2 separate regions of the Ovis aries genome follow, and region 2 is linked to region 1. A link is a contact called in public Hi-C data. All regions are on one chromosome and are shown on one strand. The core of a region is the stretch at or near the end of the contact, and the rest is flanking DNA. Distances in the headings are between cores, read along the strand shown. Region 1 has its middle 34 kb from the start of JAM3. Region 2 overlaps LOC105604063 (a long non-coding RNA gene).

Region 1 (6,125 bases), core at 855-3,354:
ACTGGGCTGCAGGAACCACAAGCTGGAATCAAGATTGTCAGGAGAAATATCAATAACCTCAGGTATGCAGATGACACCACCCTTATGGCAGAAAGTGAAGAGGAACTTTCATCACTCTTGATGAAAGTGAAAGAGAAGAGTGAAAAAGTTGGCTTAAAGCTCAACATTCAGAAAACTAAGATCATAGCATCTGGACCCATCACTTCATGGCAAATAGATGGGGAAACAGTGGAAACAGTGACTTTATTTTGAGGGGCTCCAAAATCACAGCAGATGGTGATTGCAGCCATGAAATTAAAAGATGCTTACTCCTTGGAAGAAAAGTTATGACCAACCTAGATAGCCTATTAAAAAGCAGAGACATTACTTTGCCAACACAGGGCCGTCTAGTCAAGGCTTTGGTTTTTCCAGTAGTCATGTATGAATGTAAGAGCTGGACTATAAAGAAAGCTGAGTGCCACAGAATTGATACTTTTGAACTGTGGTGTTGGAGAAGACTTGAGAGTCCCTTGGACTGCAAGGAGATCCAACCAGTCCATCCTAAAGGAGATCAGTCCTGGGTGTTCATTGGAAGGACTGATGCTGAAGCTGAAGCTCCAGTACTTTGGCCACCTCATGCAAAGAGTTGACTCATTGGAAAAGACTCTGATGCTGGGAGGGATTGGGGGCAGGAGGAAAAGAGGACAACAGAAGATGAGATGGCTGGATGGCATCACTGACTCGATGGACATTAGTTTGGGTAAACTCCAGGAGTTGGTGATGGACAGGGAGGCCTGGCGTGCTGCAGTTCACAGGGTCGCAAAGAGTCGGACACGGCTGAGAGACTGAACAGAACTGAAAATAAAGTCTGTCACTGTTTCCATTATTTCCCCATCTGTTTGCCATGAAGTGATAGGACCGGATGCCATGATCTTAGTTTTCTGAATGTTGAACTTTTAGCCAACTTTTTCACTGCTTTCCACCAAATATTCCCCAAAGGCTTTCAGGGGACATTTTAAAGACCAGGTGACGGAAGGGGGTCAAGAGGCGTGTGGAACCAGGTTGCAGACATTCTTCTGACTGGTGAAGTAATCAGGAACCAATATCCTCAACCTGGTTCCAACCCACCCAGGTGCTTGTGAGAAGTATACAGTTAACTTTTTCCACTTGGGGGTTTCAGTCTCTGAAAAACAGCTCAAAGGACATGGCTCAGGGTATTATCTGTAGCACCTGAGGAGGAGCTAAAGTCCTTGACTTTGTTTAATGGTTAAACTGTGATTTTGTTTTGGTTGACTTTCTGCATTTTCTCACCTCATTACATTTATCCTTTGACTAAAGTTTTCTACGGACGAAAGACGGGCGGAGGGTATGGAGCAGGGGTGCGTTCTGGGAAGGCCCTGTAGGGTCCTGCTGTTACACTAACTGCTAGATAAATGCTAACTGCTCACCCTTCACTGGTGAGCTCAGTGCTGTTACTGTTGCGTTGGTTTCTAAGCAGACAACGCCGTTTTCTCCCTAGACCCCATCGGTCACAGTTCAGGGGGCGCATGGAGCCTGGCCGTCTGGTGGGCGTGGTGACAGGTAGTGGGATGAGGTGGGGGCATCCAGGGGCACTGGCACCCGCTCTCAGGTGGAGCCCAGGTGGAGGGGCAAGCCCTCTGAGCACAAGTGGATTTGGACACAGATGCCTTTGGTGATGAGGGAGCCCCACCAGCACACGGCAGTCGTGGCTCTGCGTCCTCAGCACTCACCTTGTGCTGACCGAGCACCGAGTGAGGACTTAACCCAAATGATCTCATTTAAACCCTGCAACTCCCCTGACGGAGGTGCCTGTCTCCTTCCCAGAGACAAAGGTTCTCAGAGTAGCTTACACAGCTGCTGGGACGAAAAGCCCAAGTCGGACCACAGTGGGAGGGTGAGTGGCAGTGGAAGGAGCAGGCAGCAGGCAGGGCAGCATCTTCAGGGGTCGGGGGAGGGATGGCAGAGGGTGGGTGGGAATCGGGGGCTCTGAGCTGTGAGAGGGGGCCCTCGGGCACAACAGGTGGCTGGGGAGGAGCTGAGGCTGTGAGCGCTGGTGTTTGCAAGGCAGTCAGGGCAGCCGTTGGGTCCTACAGGGGAGCTCGAGGAGGGAGGCCAGGCTCTGGCACCGCCCTGGGCCTGGTGGGCCTGCAGCTGGACATGCACCCACCGTTGCTCAGCTTCTCTACTTGAAGGCCTTTGCTAATCTTCTGCAAACCATTCTCCTGACCAGGGACCAGCAGTAATACATCCAGAGAGGAGAGGAAGTCAGAAGCCAGTCCCTCCAGACCAGGACACACACCCCAGGGAAGTTGGATGGCATCGAAAGCCCCAGACCAGGGGAACAGAGTAGGCCCTGGTGGTTCCCAGAGCTGTTCCCTCCTGGGCTGGGGGGGTGGGGGGTCCCACCTGAGGTCCCATTCCTAATATTTCCAGGCCCTCAAAGGATTCCCAACCCACACAGGTACTTCCCTGCAAGGGAATGCAACATCTCCCACATGAGGCAAGTGCCACAGGGCCCCTGGGATGTTCAGCTCCTAGAGCTGGAAAAGAAAACCAAACTGAGTCTGTTAAGTTCTCAGAGGGTACATGGCCATCCACCCACACTTTAAATGCTCACCCATGGCAAGGGGCTATGATGAATAAAACTGTTGTATCCATTTGTGTGCAGACTTTTGTATGAACATCAGTTTCCTTTGCTCTGGGCCAAATGGCCAAGAGCACAAAATCTTGTTGTATGTTGTGGCACGGGGAGAAACTAGCTGTTTTCCAGAGTTGGGCTGGACCAAAAATTCACTGTAGGAAAGTTTTCTTTCTAAAGTTTTATTTTTAGACTTAGTGGGGGTACCGTGCACTGTATTACCTGTGCAACTTCCTGTGAATCTATGATTATCCCAACAATAAATTGGAGAACACGTCTCTATTTCTAAAATGATGATCCTCAAATCAGTATTGCATTTGGAATCTACTGGGGATGCAAGAAAGTGATGTAACAGTTTTTAAAGTGTTGATATTTACACCAGCATAGCAGACAGATTCTTTACCGTCTGAGCCACCAGGGAAGCCCACACACCAGGAATCATATACCTAATAACTAAACTTACTTAACGATTTTTACTTAAGGCCTCCTGAATTCCTTCAGTGAATATGTCAGGTAAAACATCAACTGGTATAACTGCATTCGTGACCACAGGGTATGAAGGCGATGCTTGTGTGGTCACGGATAAACTGCAGTGCATGTCACTCAGCAATCCTGTCTGAGGTCTGGCTTTCGGACTCTCGAACCATGAGCATCAGGGAGTCTGCTCTGCTATCTGACTGAAGGTTAGTGAAGACAGAAAGTCAGTCAGGGTGACGTCAAGATTTCCCCTTTACCAAATGTAGCATTTTTATCTCGGGAGATTCCTACAACTGAATATGACACGAGGGCCCTGCATTTGTATTCCCACTGTTTTTCACTTTTCCCACATCCTCACCATCATCACTATTTAAAAATATTGCTTATCCTTATGCTTATATGTACAACATATACAGCATAAAATTTGCCATTTTAATCGCCTTCACATGTATAACCCCAGTGGCAATCCATTCACGTGTGCAGTCAACACCACCATCCATGTCCACAACTTGTTCATTGTCTCAGACAAATTTGTCCCCAGCAAACGGCAGCTTCTACTTCTCCAGAACCCAGCCCCAGGCAACCTCCAGGCCACTGTCTCTGGATTTGCCTACTCGAGGGACCTAAGTGGGACCCTACAGTGTTCGTTCTTCTATGTCTGACATTTCTTGCGGGGGTGGGGGAGGGCAGGTGCGGTTTTCAAGGTACATCCATGTAACAAGAAGCATCATTCCACTTTTAAGGCTGAAAGATATTCCACTGAACATGTACAATCATCCCTTGGTGATGAACCAATGCCTTGGTGAACCAGGGCATTGGTTCCAGGATACCCCTCAAGAGCAAAATCCATGGGTGCTTAAGTCCCTCATATAAAGTGGCCTAGTGTTTGCATATAACCCACACCACCTCTCAGGTACTTTAACTCGTCTCTAGGTTACTTATAGTGCCTAATATAATGTCAGTGCTATGTAAAAAGTTGCTGAGGCTGTGAGCGCTGGTGCTCAGAAGGTGGTCAGGGGAGCCTGCCAGTCTTGCAGGGTAGCTGGAGGAGGGAGGCCAGGCTCTGGCACTGCTGTGGGATCTGCAGCTGGACACACACCTGCTCATGCTCCACCCGCCCCAGCTTCTCTCCCTGAAGGCCTTTGCCAACCTTCTGCCAACCATTCCCCTCACCAAGGACCATCACATTCAGCTCGGAAATCAGCTACATGGTCTCACCTGGGCCGATGCTCCCCTCACAGGCCAGTCCCTTCTGACCCAGTCCAGAGATCATGCCGCCAGGCTTGTTAGAAGCCCAACTGACTGCCTCTCCTCGGGAGCTGCCACTGTGAGCAGTTCCTTATAGTCAGTACATAGCTTCCTATCTCTGATGTCAAAATCCTGACTATAATATTTTCTGTTATTTGTAAATTTCAAACTTTATAATAAAGATTCTTCAAATGCATAAAGGTTAAGCATGAGTACAGCCTCCCAGTACTTTTAGCACAGGGCTTTTATCAGTAGTCATTTAACAGACAGAATGTCTGAGAAGAATACAACAAAATATTTTCCCTTAGGGAAAAGGGACCCAAGCTTTGTTTCAGGTCTTCATCTCCCCCACAGCAGATGTCTTAGCATAGACTACGGTCCCTGCTTAGAGAAAACCCGTGTGTTTTTACCAGAGCAACGGGAGCACTGCTTTACGTCTAACCTACTGAGGCTGTCCCTGCGGTGGAGGGGGCCTTAGGTCCCTCTGCACCACCAGTCTCCTTAAAACACTGGTGGGTGTGTGCTCTGTCCAAGAATGAGTAGAAAGAAACTAGGCTGGCTCAGGTTTCATGCCAGTTCTGCGGGAGCAAAAGCACAGGGTTTCTGTGTGTGTGTGCCGCACGTGGAGTGGCGGTAGCATGTGAGAGTGGATGCTGTCCTGAGCCCCGGCTTCCCGTGTGTGAGTGGACATGTGTGCACGTCTGCCCAGCACACTCCGCATGTATGCACAGCGGGCTCAGAGGGTGGCCCCTAGGGAACACCCTCACCTCTGCCCAGCACTTCAAACCCAGGGCATGCCTCACCCAACGCAGGGAGAAGAGAAATGAAGAAGCCGAGCTGCTGCCTTTTTTTTTTTTTTTTTAGAAGCTTTTATAAATGAGGTTTAACAAACACCAACGTACAGGTGTGTTAGTAGCACAAGTCTGTGGCACCGGGCGCAGCTGCAGCCACGCCAAGGCCACAGCGGCAGGTGTGGCCTCCAGGCTCCATGTTTACACCTTAAAATCTCCCGAGGCTCCTTTTCTGTCTGCGTGTCTGCAGTGATGGGCAGCAACCTTCCAGACCCACACTCATACCCCTCTCCTCTGTCAGAGCCAGGGCATGGGGCAGCGGGGTAGAGGTTTTAGGGTCCAAGAAGGCCACCCAGTCACCAGAGCTGCCCTCAGGACAGAGGGTGCCTCCCTCTCCAATGAGAGGAGTTGAGAAGGAAGGATCCTCTCGGGTCTGTGCTTTCAAGTCACAAACTCAGAGGAGATGCTACCCCCGCAAGATGAGGGGCTGCCTTCTGCTGCTGCCAGTTCTCACGGCAGAGTGTCCACACCACTTAGAAAAGAAAGGTCAACACAGTCTTGAGTGTTCAATTTAAAAACCCAAAGTATAAAAAATTATGACACTAAACATTTAACCCCACGATGACTATGTTCTTCTACGTGAAAACCATCCGGTGACAGATGAGCAGGCGCAACCTTCTGTGAAGCTCCTGCTCCAAAGGGCTTCACGTCGGGAGTGAATGCAGTGCGTGTCTGAGGCTAGGAACGCCTGTTCACAAGGAACAAAGGCCTCTGGATGGTGTTCCTGACGCCCCTTGAAGCAGGCAGCGGGTCGGGTGGACAAAGACTTCATCACCATCAGGAAACTGTCTTAGATCCAGGCTCATGCTTTGCCCACTGTCAGTTGGGCCGTCGCCTGGCTACCCTTCCTGCCATCATCAGAGGCTGGCTTCACGACCCTGAACAACAGCCTGCTGGGAGGTGAGATGGAA
Region 2 (5,742 bases), core at 816-3,315, 49 kb after region 1:
CCTGGGAGTCAGCCCGTCCGGTGGGGAAGGGCTTCTGTTGCAGGAGGATGAAGCCGCAGCCGCTAAGGCTAGGGGTGGGGCTTTGCCTGAAAGGCACACTTTCCCTCCCTTCCCTGACTGCTCACCACCCTCTGACTATCCCGGGGAGCACATTCCTCCACACAAATCTTCATCACCCCAGGGTCTGATTCCTACTCACCTGGGACGAGGCTGGGGTCCTCAGTTATCCTGGCTCTGCCCCAGCCAAGGTCAGAAGTTCAAATCTTTCCAGCTCTTTTCTTTTGTCCCCTCCCCACCTTCCTCTTCCCATCCCCCTCCTCTTTCCCTTCCTCTAGGAGCAGATGAGCCACCATCTTCCAGGGCTGTTCTGGGCTGGACTGGGCTGGGCGCAAGAACCCCAGAGTCATCCACCGAGTGGTCAGTCCTGGGTTAAATCCTCTCAGTTCCCTGGGTTTGTTTTCCTAGTTCTTTCATGAGAATAACTTGGGTCTTTGGTCTCTCAGAGGTGTTCTGTGATGATCTATATAAAACAACAGACAGGAATGAATTTTGGAAGAAGGAAAGGCAAAGGGCACAGGTACAGAGGATGGGTATTCTGTGCAGGGAGGTAGAGAAAGTTTCCAGCCTCCTCCTCCTCCTCCCCTTGGCTGGAAGCCCTGGTGTGTGAATGCCGGGGCCTGGCTGAGGAGGGCCGCTGGTCCCTCTGCAGGGCTGGGAGCACTAATAGCAAGCGGGAGGATTAGCCATATGCCACTTAATTCCTGTTAATCAGGATTGAGAAGAGCTTGTGCTTGTAAGTAACAGCTGAGCCGCCATAGCGGCACTCAGGCTCCCCGCCCCCACATTCTCAAAACCCTCCTCCTCCTCCCCCACCCCCGCCCCGCCCTGGATTGGTCTTCCTCGGGCCCCTCTCGGCTTCCATCCCCTCCCTCCTCATCTGAGATTTCAACACGGTCTTTGTTCCCAAGTTCTCCGACAGGCTTCTTGTCCCCAGCCGCTGCTCCCACCTCTGTGGTTTGGTCCTTTCCTCCTCTTGCGGGTCCTTCCCTTTTTTGAACACCCACAGCTTCAGCTCCACGTTAGTGTAACTTTTGTTCTTGCATCAACAAACTCCCTGACCGTTGGCTGACCTGCCAAGGCAAAGTTCAACCGTTCCTGGCTCCTGTTGGCACAGGCGCGTCTCCCTCATCCCTGACCTCACAGAAGATTCCAAACTCTGACTCCCTCTCCTTAGGGCTGAGGACAGCCCGTCCTGTTTCTGCTCCACGTCCAGGTCCAGCTCCCTGTGCTGAGCTCTGAGCCAGCCTGTGTGAGATGGAAACAAATCTCCCACCCAAGGTCAAACGGTGTGCAGCTCACCTTGGGTGGGGGTCAGCATCACCCTGTGTCTGCTGTCTCAGGGTGTGTGTGTGAGTGCGCGTGTCCACGTGTGTGTTCACGTGCACACACACTGGCACGCATCTGCCGTCCCACGAAGAGCGATGCCTGTAAGATAATGTGCACGAACTCTGTGTGAGAAGCGTGGGGCGGTGATGTGTGTGTGTGTTGGGGGGGGAGGACTCGGGGCTGGCAGGAGGACGGACCTGTGTGCACAGATGTGTGTCTGAGCTGTGTTTTGCAGAAAGCTGTTGAGAGGGGGTCTGGAAAATGACATTTATAGAAATGCATATTTAACCACAGAAACAAACTGAGGTGGGTGAAGCGTGGACTTTGGGAAGGCTGGGTTCTGGATGAAAAAACAAGAGAAGGAAGCTTATTAGACGCATCCAAACCCTTACAGGATAGCCCCTTCAAATGTCCGATTCTGGGGCAGCAGCAGATATCCAGGGTTTGGCGTTTGTTTCCAAGAAGCTTATCAGGCTAAGAAAAAAGGCATCTTTGACCTTGCCCCACCCCCACTCTCAAACTGCAAGGACACACACATATCCCTCCTCCAGCACACCGCACCACCCCACACACTGTTCTCCCACTGAGCAAGATCCAGTCGCGTGGTCCTAGATGGCTGACAAAGGAGAGGAGCGGGCTGAGAGCAGCCCTGGTCTGGTTCTCTCCGGCCAACCCGCCGTGGCGGCCTCGGGACAGCCGCCCCGCCGCCGCTCCGACAGCAGGTGTCGGCCGCTAGTGGGCCAGCCGGGCGCCAGGCTCATGGCGCCACCTCGTGGCCGCTCTCACCATCACAGCCCTAACTCCAGAGTGGGGGCTTCCAACCCAGGCGTTTATTCTGGCCCCACTGTTCAGAGGGAGTTCTGGGGACCCACGTGCACGCGGCACAGAACCAGACAGGGTTAACCCTGAAACCCACGGGTCCGCAATCTGGATGGGTTAAGGAAGAGGCTCTGGGCCAGCTGGGAGAATTCCAGGTATTTCAGGCTGGACTGCGCTGGGCTGGTCCTTCACCCAGGCCTCGAGATAACTTTTGTCCCCTCTTTAAAAGAGCATTTCCATACCCATCTAAAAATGCAGGACTAAGAGCAGGGCAGCCTGCATTGACAGCCTGGGGTCTACCAGCCAGGAGCGGGGAGCCCCCCTCTGGCAGGGGAGAGGGAAGTGGGCCATGGGGAGGGGCCCAAAGCCTGGGAGGGGGCACCTCCCAGCCTAGGGCCTGCAGAAGGAGTGCTGAAGTTGAACTCAAATTGCTTTTCCACTAATTCGGTGACACCAAAAGAATTCCTTAGCCCCTCTGGGCCTCGCCTTAAATTTCTGAACCACCTGTTACAAGGCCCCCCTCGATTTGTGTTCAAGCCACGCCCACCACCATCAGGTCCTCTCCCATACTGGCAGTCACACAGGTCTATTCTTGTCCCCCAGACATCACTGGCTCTTAAACGTTGCTGGTGTCATTAGGTTGGCTTGCAGTGTGCCCCCCTCATCTGTACCTCTAAATTCCATCCACCCCCACCACGAACCCAAATTCCACTCCTTCCCTGGAGCTTTTCCTGGTCTTCCCACCTGCACATCCCTCCTTTCGTCTTCTCCTGGACCTGCCCTGGGCCTCATTGACCTTTCCCTTGGGTGATGCCTCACACATGCCTCCTTTCAGCTTACGTCCCCCGCCAGGTGACCAGCTCCAGTGGTGGCCATGATGCTGACTTGTCTTCATGAAGCCCGCCTGGCCCTATTCTGGCCACACTATGTGCTGAGCAGACCCTTAGTGAATGAAACGGGATGTCCCTCTTTTGTCTATGTCAGCTTAGATGTCATTTCTCCCAGTAAGTTTCCATGAACCCACCCCCACCCCCGTCCCATCCCATGTCTGCTGCTTCTTGGAACCTGCCTTCCGCCCCTACCTCCCTATTTAGTGTTTGCCCGCAGCTGCCTCCTGGCCTGTCTCACCAATGTGGTGATGGGCTTCTTGAGCAAAGACTGGTCTTCAGGTCACCGTTGCCTGGACTGTTCATGGCACATGGCAGGAGCCTGGTGACGACTGGTGATGGAACAGATGGATCCAGCTGGGGATGGGTCGTGGTTGTTGCTAAGTCGCTGAGTCGTGTCCGGCTCTTCTGTGACCCCATGGGCTGCAGCGTGGATGGGTAACTCTCTATAAACAAGGAGGGCGGGGAAGGGGAAGGGTGGTCTTGAAGACCCCTTTACAAGCCAATATGAACTTCTTGGAAGGAGAGTTGCCCCAGCTACTTGAGAAACCACACAGCCAACTTGGTGGCGTTCGGAGGTGGCCGTCCCTTGAATGGACGTTGTTGGCTTCCGTGGGCATCTGGCCTCCTACTCCACGGGGAATTTCGTGTTCCCTGGGCTCAGCCTGGCCCAGAACTTGGCAAGATCTCTGGGGCGTTCGTTTTGTCACCAGCCCCGGTGGGAGGGTGGACGGGTGGGTGGGAACCGTTTTGGGAAAGAGTGTTGGGGAGTGTTTGTGTGTGTGATGAGTCAGGGCCAGGGAGCTAGTGAGGAGCCCTAATCTCTGCCCCCTCTCTGTGGGGGGAGTTCTCACCCCTTGGAGGGGGTGGAGGGCCACCAACTGTCTTTGGAAAGTTTTCTTAGTCATAGCTTCTACCAAGTCAGCTGGCACTTATGTAATGGGGCCTCTGTTCTACAGACAACGGAGTCCGATGGGCCGGAATGGATGCTGCCCACCTTCCCCCCAGTGGCTCCAGTCCTTCCTACCTGCTGGCCAGGCAGTGGCACCCTGAGGAAATAGCACTGGGACATCTGTTCCCACTGGAAAGGGCTCTAGGTTTCTTCACAGGCCCCATGGGGAGGCCTTCCTTTCCTTCCTGTTAGTCCTGCACCAGGCGGGGCTGGGGGGAGGAAGGGCCTCCCGCCCGTGCCCTCTGACCCTGTGTCTGCCCAGGCCCCAGGTGAGGTCACAGCCGGCTCCCAGGTCCCTGGCTGCTGTCTTACCGCCTCAGTCTCCAGGCTGAGGGATACAGATTTGAGTTTCCTGTCTCTGACACCAGAGCCTATTTGGTTATCACAACACAGTGATAAGGGGCCCAGATAAGGCCTGAAGCGATTGTGTAAACAGAGTGGGGAGGGTTGGGTGCTGGTGGCTTGGCCCAGGGCGGGACGCGTGGCTTGGCCCAGGGCGGGACGCGTGCCCTGGGAGAAAGCAGTGCTCCGGGACCCTGGGGGTGCTGGGGGAGTCAAGTGCCTTGCCCTGGCTTCTGTGGGGGCAGCTGGGGGCCCCGGGAGGGCCCAGGGTTGCTGTCCTTTGCTCCTTACTGGAGGAAAGTGGTCTTTCTTGTGCCTCAGGTGCGGGGGTTGGATGCTCTGGAAAAGGTGGGCAAGTGAGGAGGGGTGTTTTTTGGAGGCGACTCCCCAGGAGAGGAAGGGACAGGGGACAGGGGATGGGTAGCTGAGGATGACTGTTCCAACTGTGAGAGTGGCCACTCTTGCCCTGTGGCCTGTGCGGGGGCCGGATTTGCTGTGGACAAGAGACTTGGGGGTGGGGAGAGCTGGGGAGGAAAGCTGGGGGAGGCAGGGAGTATGATGGGGGAGAGCTGGTTGGGGGTTTGCAGGAGCCTCCTTGCTATCTTGGGCCCCTTCCTCCATGCGAGGAAATTTCATGGGGGCCAGAGCCCGCTTTGAGCTCAGGCGGCAAAGCCAGAAGGAAGGACCTCGAGGAGCCCTGAGATGAGCAGGACCCGCTGAGAAAGAGCTAGGTGGGGATCAGAAAGGCAGGCTGTGAGAAGGACGAGAGTTCCTATGCTGCTCTGAGCCAGGCCGGCAGACCCAGGTGGAGAGGGACACGCCCCAGAGGAGAAGACACCATCCTCTCTTCTGCCTGGGTGCCTAGTGGTGAGAGACACACAACAGACCTTTCTGGGTCCTTTTGAGCAAAAGCTGGGGAGACCCGGGAGGGGAGGCAGGGATAGGAGAGGTGGAGAAGGAGGAGGAAGGACAGAAGTGCCCACCAAACAGCAGGGCCAGGATCCGTTCCACCATCATACAGAGTCCCCAGGCCCTCCTGCCTTCTCTGCGGCTCAGGGACATAATCCAACAGGCTAGATAGGGTTTGGGGGAAGCAGGCAGGAGCCAGGACCCTGGCCCTCAGTGCTCATGCGGGCGTCCCTGGCTGAAAGCCGTTGTGCGGTCTGTCTCCTCCAGCAAGTCTTCCTTCCTGGGATGCAGCTGTCCCTGCCCTCCTTCTGGACCTCAGAGAATCTCCACTGCCCTGCAAAGAGCGGGGGGCAAGGGGGGTGTGAGCGGGGCAGGGTGCACAGAGCAGAGGTTCCATCTGCACGTTAGAAGCTGAGCCTGGCTGAACCCCTGGCTCTCCCTGTCACC

What was found. Hi-C and Micro-C count contacts between places; a contact is called where the count stands out from the background.
Region 2: a contact with region 1 is called in a Hi-C map of hypothalamus, with 2.6 times the contacts expected there. The contact joins two enhancer-like sites. A contact is called at or near these places in 5 of 16 Hi-C or Micro-C datasets (hypothalamus, mixed tissues, muscle and 1 more).

The regions. Positions count from the first base shown.
Region 1 is chr21:30,397,682-30,403,806 of ARS-UI_Ramb_v3.0, forward strand. No RefSeq gene overlaps it. Among named protein-coding and RNA genes, the nearest start is that of JAM3, 34 kb to the right of the region's middle. Within about 2 kb of position 2,105, at least 4 of the 54 cell types and tissues checked have an H3K27ac peak or open chromatin away from gene starts, as enhancers often do. A contact at or near this core is called in hypothalamus, where this site is marked.
Region 2 is chr21:30,446,401-30,452,142 of ARS-UI_Ramb_v3.0, forward strand. It overlaps LOC105604063 (a long non-coding RNA gene), which reads right to left. Exons shown (of 11, transcript XR_009597930.1): 5 at 3,334-5,629; 6 at 1,584-1,726; 7 at 1,360-1,485; 8 at 1,008-1,130; 9 at 1-520. Among named protein-coding and RNA genes, the nearest start is that of JAM3, 14 kb to the left of the region's middle. Within about 2 kb of position 2,066, at least 15 of the 54 cell types and tissues checked have an H3K27ac peak or open chromatin away from gene starts, as enhancers often do. A contact at or near this core is called in hypothalamus, where this site is marked.